Linked DNA regions of Mus musculus: region 1 is linked to region 2. A link is a contact called in public Hi-C data. All regions are on one chromosome and are shown on one strand. The core of a region is the stretch at or near the end of the contact, and the rest is flanking DNA. Distances in the headings are between cores, read along the strand shown.

The links. A called contact is a pair of places that touch in the nucleus more often than the background predicts.
Region 1: a contact with region 2 is called in a Hi-C map of cerebellar granule neurons, with 2.8 times the contacts expected there. The contact joins the enhancer-like site here to the promoter of Bmp5 in region 2. A contact is called at or near these places in 9 of 39 promoter capture datasets (the 3T3-L1 cell line, 3T3-L1-derived adipocytes, embryonic stem cells and 3 more), 16 of 484 Hi-C or Micro-C datasets (the AML12 cell line, the C2C12 cell line, the G1E-ER4 cell line and 8 more), 2 of 115 datasets of contacts at active chromatin or transcription factors (embryonic limb bud and fibro-adipogenic progenitors) and 2 of 9 other capture datasets (adipose tissue and liver).

What each region holds. Positions count from the first base shown.
Region 1 is chr9:75,882,148-75,885,336 of GRCm38.p6, reverse strand. The region is part of intron 4 of Bmp5 (bone morphogenetic protein 5); the gene reads right to left. Among named protein-coding and RNA genes, the nearest start is that of Bmp5, 110 kb to the right of the region's middle. Within about 2 kb of position 1,351, at least 2 of the 459 cell types and tissues checked have an H3K27ac peak or open chromatin away from gene starts, as enhancers often do. A contact at or near this core is called in cerebellar granule neurons and cerebellum, where this site is marked.
Region 2 is chr9:75,774,026-75,777,028 of GRCm38.p6, reverse strand. It overlaps Bmp5 (bone morphogenetic protein 5), which reads right to left and starts at 1,664. Exons shown (of 7, transcript NM_007555.4): 1 at 447-1,664. The coding sequence starts at 936.

The DNA of each region.
Region 1 (3,189 bases), core at 102-2,601, 110 kb before region 2:
TAGCAATTGACACATAATATATATTTCATAAATATTTGGTGAATTAATGTACTTATTCCCTACAGTTTTCCATGAATAATTTCACAGATACATTATTTTTATTACATATTTTGCAATATATTTTTTAGATGTTAAAATTTGTATAATTGTTTTAATAAATTAAATGTAAATATAAAATTCTATTTTGCATCTGAAATATAGCAAAACGCATTTTAAATGTAAAACTTTACAAAACATTTCCTGTGTTGTCTCTGGAATCCTCCCCCACTCTTTAGAAATAACATTCTAAAATCTTTGTATTATTTCCAATGAGAAAGAGGGAAATGAATGAGAAATAGATAATATCCTTCAAAGAAATTTCGTGTCACTATTTCACCTTCCAACTTAATGACTGAATTGCAAATAAAAGAGTCTCGAACCAGAAACCAAATGGTGACTCTGTTATCTTTATAATTATTTCAAATGATTATTTGTTTGATATCAGTTTAAAAAATGAGATAGTATAATTTCCCCCTTATGTAATGATTGAATAAATATATGTTAATAGTGAGAAATAAAGAAAATTTTGTTTCAGTTTCTGTCCTCTCATTTTCAGGGAAACTTCTTCCTTAATCTGAATAATACAACAGTTTTATTGAGGCAGTGAATGAGTATGTTTTAACCATAAATATAAAATGAATATATTACATACACACATTGATAGATAGATAGATAGATAGATAGATAGATAGATAGATAGATAGATAATAGATGATAAATAGACAGACAGACAGACAGACAGAAAATAGATGATAAATATAAACTACATGTATGGTTATTAGAATTCCATGTTTATAAAAAGGAAAATAAATAAAATTTAAAAGCCCAAATATCTCATTTCATTAATAGTTTCATTAAAAGTAAGTGATATATATACACATATGTATACACACATTTTTATTCATATATATATATATATAGATGTGTATATATATATATATATATATATATACTATTACAAAAAGGTAATGAGCAATTAAATTTATAATGGATTCTTGTTCCAAGAGTCTGATGTCATGGAGAGTTATACCTGTATGCTTATTCTGTCAGAAATAAAAATTAATGGGCACTCAGTGAAGTAAATATTTTACCCAAATCAGCAAAATCTGTAGTTAGGTTCACTCTCAATAGTTGGCAGCGTAAGCTGCAGGAAGAAGGTCTAAGAAATGATGTTTATAGCTTTAAAAATATTGACTGGCAGCCCTTGGGAGATTAAATAAAATGGACATAATTCTGCTGTTGATGTACAGGTGGGTCTACAGATGGAGTCATGTGCCCAACCCCGGGACGCCCACAGATTGCCAAGAATCTTGACCTTCTCCTGGGGCTCCATACCCCACTTTATAAATCACCAGACCCAGACCTTCAGGACAGGCCACACTGCATGAAGACACATGCAACATATCTATACTCCCCTTCACAACTTCTCCCAGTTCTGACCTCCCAGTTCTGAGGGATTTGTGCCAGTCCCCTCTTCAGGCTCAGCCAGGCCCACACATCCTGTATATGGGGCAAGCCTGGTGAGTCTGCCTGACCCTATCCTGCCTGTATATTACTTAATTTTAAGACCTGAAATCACAAGAGCCTGAACCAGCCTGATGAGCTTGAAATATATCTTTCCAAGGCTCCAGGTTTAGACCAGGTGGCACATCCTAAGCCCCAGCCTGGCATGCTGTGCCCACATTAAATATACAAACAGCAAAAGACCACATGACTAGAGCTCATATTAAAAATAATATGAAGGATAAAGACACCGCCTCCACTACCCCACCAAAAATCCACCAATCCTACAGAAATGTTCTCCAGTGAGAATTATAGATGAACCCCAGGATATAGAATTTTAAAGAAAAGTCATAAACTTTATCAAAAAATGAGGAATTTAAGGAAGACATAAACAACTCAGTAAAATTATAAAGAATAAACTCAAAGTGAGAAAGTACCTGAAGGATTTGCAAGGAAACACAAACATAGGTCTGAATGAAGTGACTGAATTCACAGAAGAGAGAGAAACCATTGTCAAGAACTCAAGCTGAAATGAAGTTGTAATTGAGAAACTAAATCACTCAACTGGAAAAGTCAAGGGATTCCAACAGTAGAATGGGCCAAGTAGAAGACAGAGTAGGACTTGAAGATAAGTAGAGGAACTAGAACAAACTAGGAGAGAATATTAATTTTTTACTCATAGGAAAGGAACATGCTGGAAATGTGAGATGCCAACAAAAGACAAAATCTTTAAATTGTAGTTGAGGGAGAATAATCACAAGTCAATGGCAAAAACTGGATCTTCAATAAGATGATAGAAAAAAACTTCCATAAACTAATTAAAAGAATATTCATAAAGATGCAAGAAGCACACAGAATCCCAACAGGCATGCCAGAGAGAACCCTGTGGTAAATCATAGTTATGTCACTAAATTCACAGAAAAAAGAAAAAAAAAAAAACAAGAAAGATTCTTGAAAGTTTCAAAAGAAAGAACACAAATCGCATATAGAGGAAAAACCTACTAGAAAAACACAGCTAATTCCTCAGTGGAAACTTTTAAACCCAGAAGAACCTGAAGCAATGTATTCCAAGATCTAAATATCACAACTGTCAGTCAAGATTACTGTGTCCAGAAAAACTATATGCCAGCATTGAAGGAAAAAGAAAAGCTTTCCATGATCCAAATGGGCTAAGATATTCATAACCATCAGGCAACTCGAAGTAAAATGTGGAAGAAGTACTTTGGACAGAAGAAAGGAGTAAGCAAAATCAAGAGACTATAGAAATTCCCTTAATTACTCAGACACAAAGTGTGACTAAAACCAGCAAAAACCAAACAAGATGACTAAAACCAACACATACCTTTTGATAATAGCTTTAAATATTAGTGGCCTTAACCCTCCAATCAAAAGGCAATGGCTATTTGAATGGATTTTTAAAACTTTACCTTTCTGTTATCTCCAAGAAACTCAGATTTAAAGGTAGACATCACCCGAAAGTGAGAGGATGGAAAGAATTCCAATACAACGGGAGCAGGAATCAAACAAATACGGCTTTCCTAATGCCTGGCAAACTAAACTACAAATGGAAACATGACAGTGTAGATAGACAAGGACACTTCATTCTACTTAAGGGAGCAATTAACTAAGAAGACATTGCAATCCTAA
Region 2 (3,003 bases), core at 415-2,914:
ATTCACATGCTCTTTAAATCACTAACAAAAAAATTGGTTTGGAAAGTTAGTTTTATTTTCCCACACATAAACACTGGGTCCTTGCTTTTTTCATTTCTTTCTTTCTTTTTTTCCCCTTTTGCCCAAAGCACTGCTATCCTAATAATTTTCCCTTTTTACAGGATTGCCTTTTATGCACATCTTTAAATTAAATTTTAATAAGCTCTCAAAGGACCAAATTCTATCCAAATTGTGACTTTAATTTTAGTTTTCCATGTTAAAAAAAATATGTGACTCTGTAGCATAAAACAAAATCGTATATCTACATAGAAAATGAAACAGAAGCTATGAAGGGGAATTTTATAGAATGAATATATAAACATGGCCACCTACCAAGAGGCTACTTTAACATTAGAAAAACTTCCTCTTTATACTAACACAGATGAACAAATAAACGAATAACATACCTAAGTTGACAAAGCTCATGACCATGTCAGCATCATTCAGAAAGTTGGTATCATGTAGGCTGGCAAGAGGTGGGCTCTGGGTAGTCAGAGGAGTCCTTGGTGGTAAGTGCAGACGATGCGCATACCCATTGGGAGAGGCTGGGTATCCCTTTCTTGTCTCTTTGGCCTCTCCAGCCAGGGACACCCTCACCAAATACTCCGACTCCTCAGGGTTGTCTTCGCTAGCCATGGCATTGTAGAGATCCAGCATAAAGAGGGGGGCAGAAGATGCTTGTTTCCCTGGTGAAAAGGGCCTGGGTCTGTGAGGCAAACCCAAAATAGACAGAATTTCCCTCTGTATTTCCCGTCTCTCATGGTTCCGTAGCCTTCTATAAATAAAACTGGAGTGAACGTGATTGTCTCCCAAGCCTCCTTTTGCATAACCCACTTGAACCCAGCCGCTCCAGAGGAAGCCCACAATACCCCTAAGTAAAAATACAGTCCAATGCATTTTTGTGCAAAAGCAAAAGTCGATATTTTTAATCCTTCTTGTCCACTTGGAAAAAAAATAATAATCCAGGTTCCTTGGAAGTATACTTCACCAGGAGATGTAAAAACAAATTTACCTGTTCTTCATGACAGTGATATTTCTGAACACCGCGCCCTCAGTCCATCTTCTTCTCCTGCTTTAAATATTTTAGAACACGTCAAGAGTAGTTATTCCTTAGAAAGTTGAAATTCAGATTTCTAATTATCCACAGTTGTTAAGAACTTTTGAGAGGTTGATGTAGCAAAAGCTGGTTAAAATTATTTGATCAAATAACCTATGCATTCCTATGTGAATTTATGCTAATCAGGCCTTTGGTATTTGAACTGACGAAAGCTGGTCTTCTGATAGACTGTAGCTCCCAAGTTCTCTTCACTTGCTCTGACTTCTTCTCAACACTTGAACTCTTTCCAAAGCAAATCCTGAGGTCTGAATCACAGATCTACGCTGATCTGCACCTTGGTGTTGGAATTAGATTTGTCCGGCAGCCTAGTGATAACTTGAACATCTTTTGTATGGTCTTAGTGTAAAACAAGACCCAAGGTTATAGTGTTCAAGTAAATGTGTTTCCCTGAATTTACTTGCAATCCTCCCTGTAAATCCATTCAATCTCTTCCCCCCTTCTTACAGTTAATTCCACCTCCAGCAGGCACAAATATACCAGCCCTCTTCAAGAGAGATCTAAGGAGAAATGTAAGCACAGCCCTGCTGGGAAAGAAGAGGCTTCTCCTTGTAATTTGAAACTGGTAAAGCAAAAAGAAGTTAACCCTTTTGCTACCAGAAAAGCCTCCATTTTCGCAATTTTATGGCCATGCATGTAACAGACAACAGTGATCTATGGGGTGTACGCGTTCCAGGGAGGATAAAAGCCAGTTTTCAAGTAACAGGCTGAAAACGTTGCCACCCAGCCATACAGAAATGTTTTAGGCTTTTTGATGGAATGCATTTAATACACTTCTATATTAAGTCTCAGGTTGTAGCAAATTAACTTGGTATGACTCAGTGCCATACTTGAGATTATTTCTAGCTTTTGAAAGTCATTAAAATTTACTTCTTAAAAACTGAAAAGACAATTTTTAAAATTGGAATAAATTTATTGATTCTTAACGACAACTGGCTATTTTAAAGTAAGAAAAAGTAGACAATGAATTATTAGTAAATATATTCGATTCCAAAGAAAGAGCACTTGTAATTCAGGGATAAGAATTAGATAGCTCCAACTTAATTATCTGTAGAAAAGATTTAAGCAGAAATAATATTTATTTCTGACTATATCAATAGTTGAAATAGAAATATCTCATTTATAGTATTATCTTCCTTAACTTTTACTCCATCACCACCGAAATGTAGTCATGCTTACTACAAGATATTTATTACTAAGTGCACTCAGTACTTTGATTTGTTTTAAGTTGTACAAATAAACACCAGTTTGTTTGCTAAAGATCAGGTACCCTGCGTGACTACACACAAATTGGAAGTGGAATTTCTGAATTTTGATGGGTAGAATAGAGAAAGTGTGCACCTTTCTAAAATGCCATACCTAATCTGAGGAAATGAGCGAAGTATGTGTTTATCCTTAATGGTTAATGCCTTTAAAATTTGGAAGTCTGCAATGTTTCTCTGCCTGCTATAATTTTCCTCTCAGGCACGCATTTAACCTTAGCATTTACAGTGCTTTCATTGTCTGGGACAGCATTCCGATAGCAAGGTAAATTTATCCAGTGAATTCTAGAACTGTGGTGAAATTCTAATGTTTTATTTTTCTTTTCCGAGAGGTGTCTCATTCCTTGTTTAATTTCTTTTAACGTATTTCCTCTGAGTGAATGAAACAGTCATATTTCTCATGGTCTTCAGTTCATCAGTGAATGCAAGACACTGAGGGGGCTTCCGGTTCTGGAGGGATACGTCATTTCTCTTGTACAGATCACTAGGAAAACTTGAGAGTGCAGTTGAATGTTTTCCCTCACTGAAAATTCTGCATCATTACAGGATGCCACTGCAGTCAGAACAGCAGCTCAGAGACTACACTCA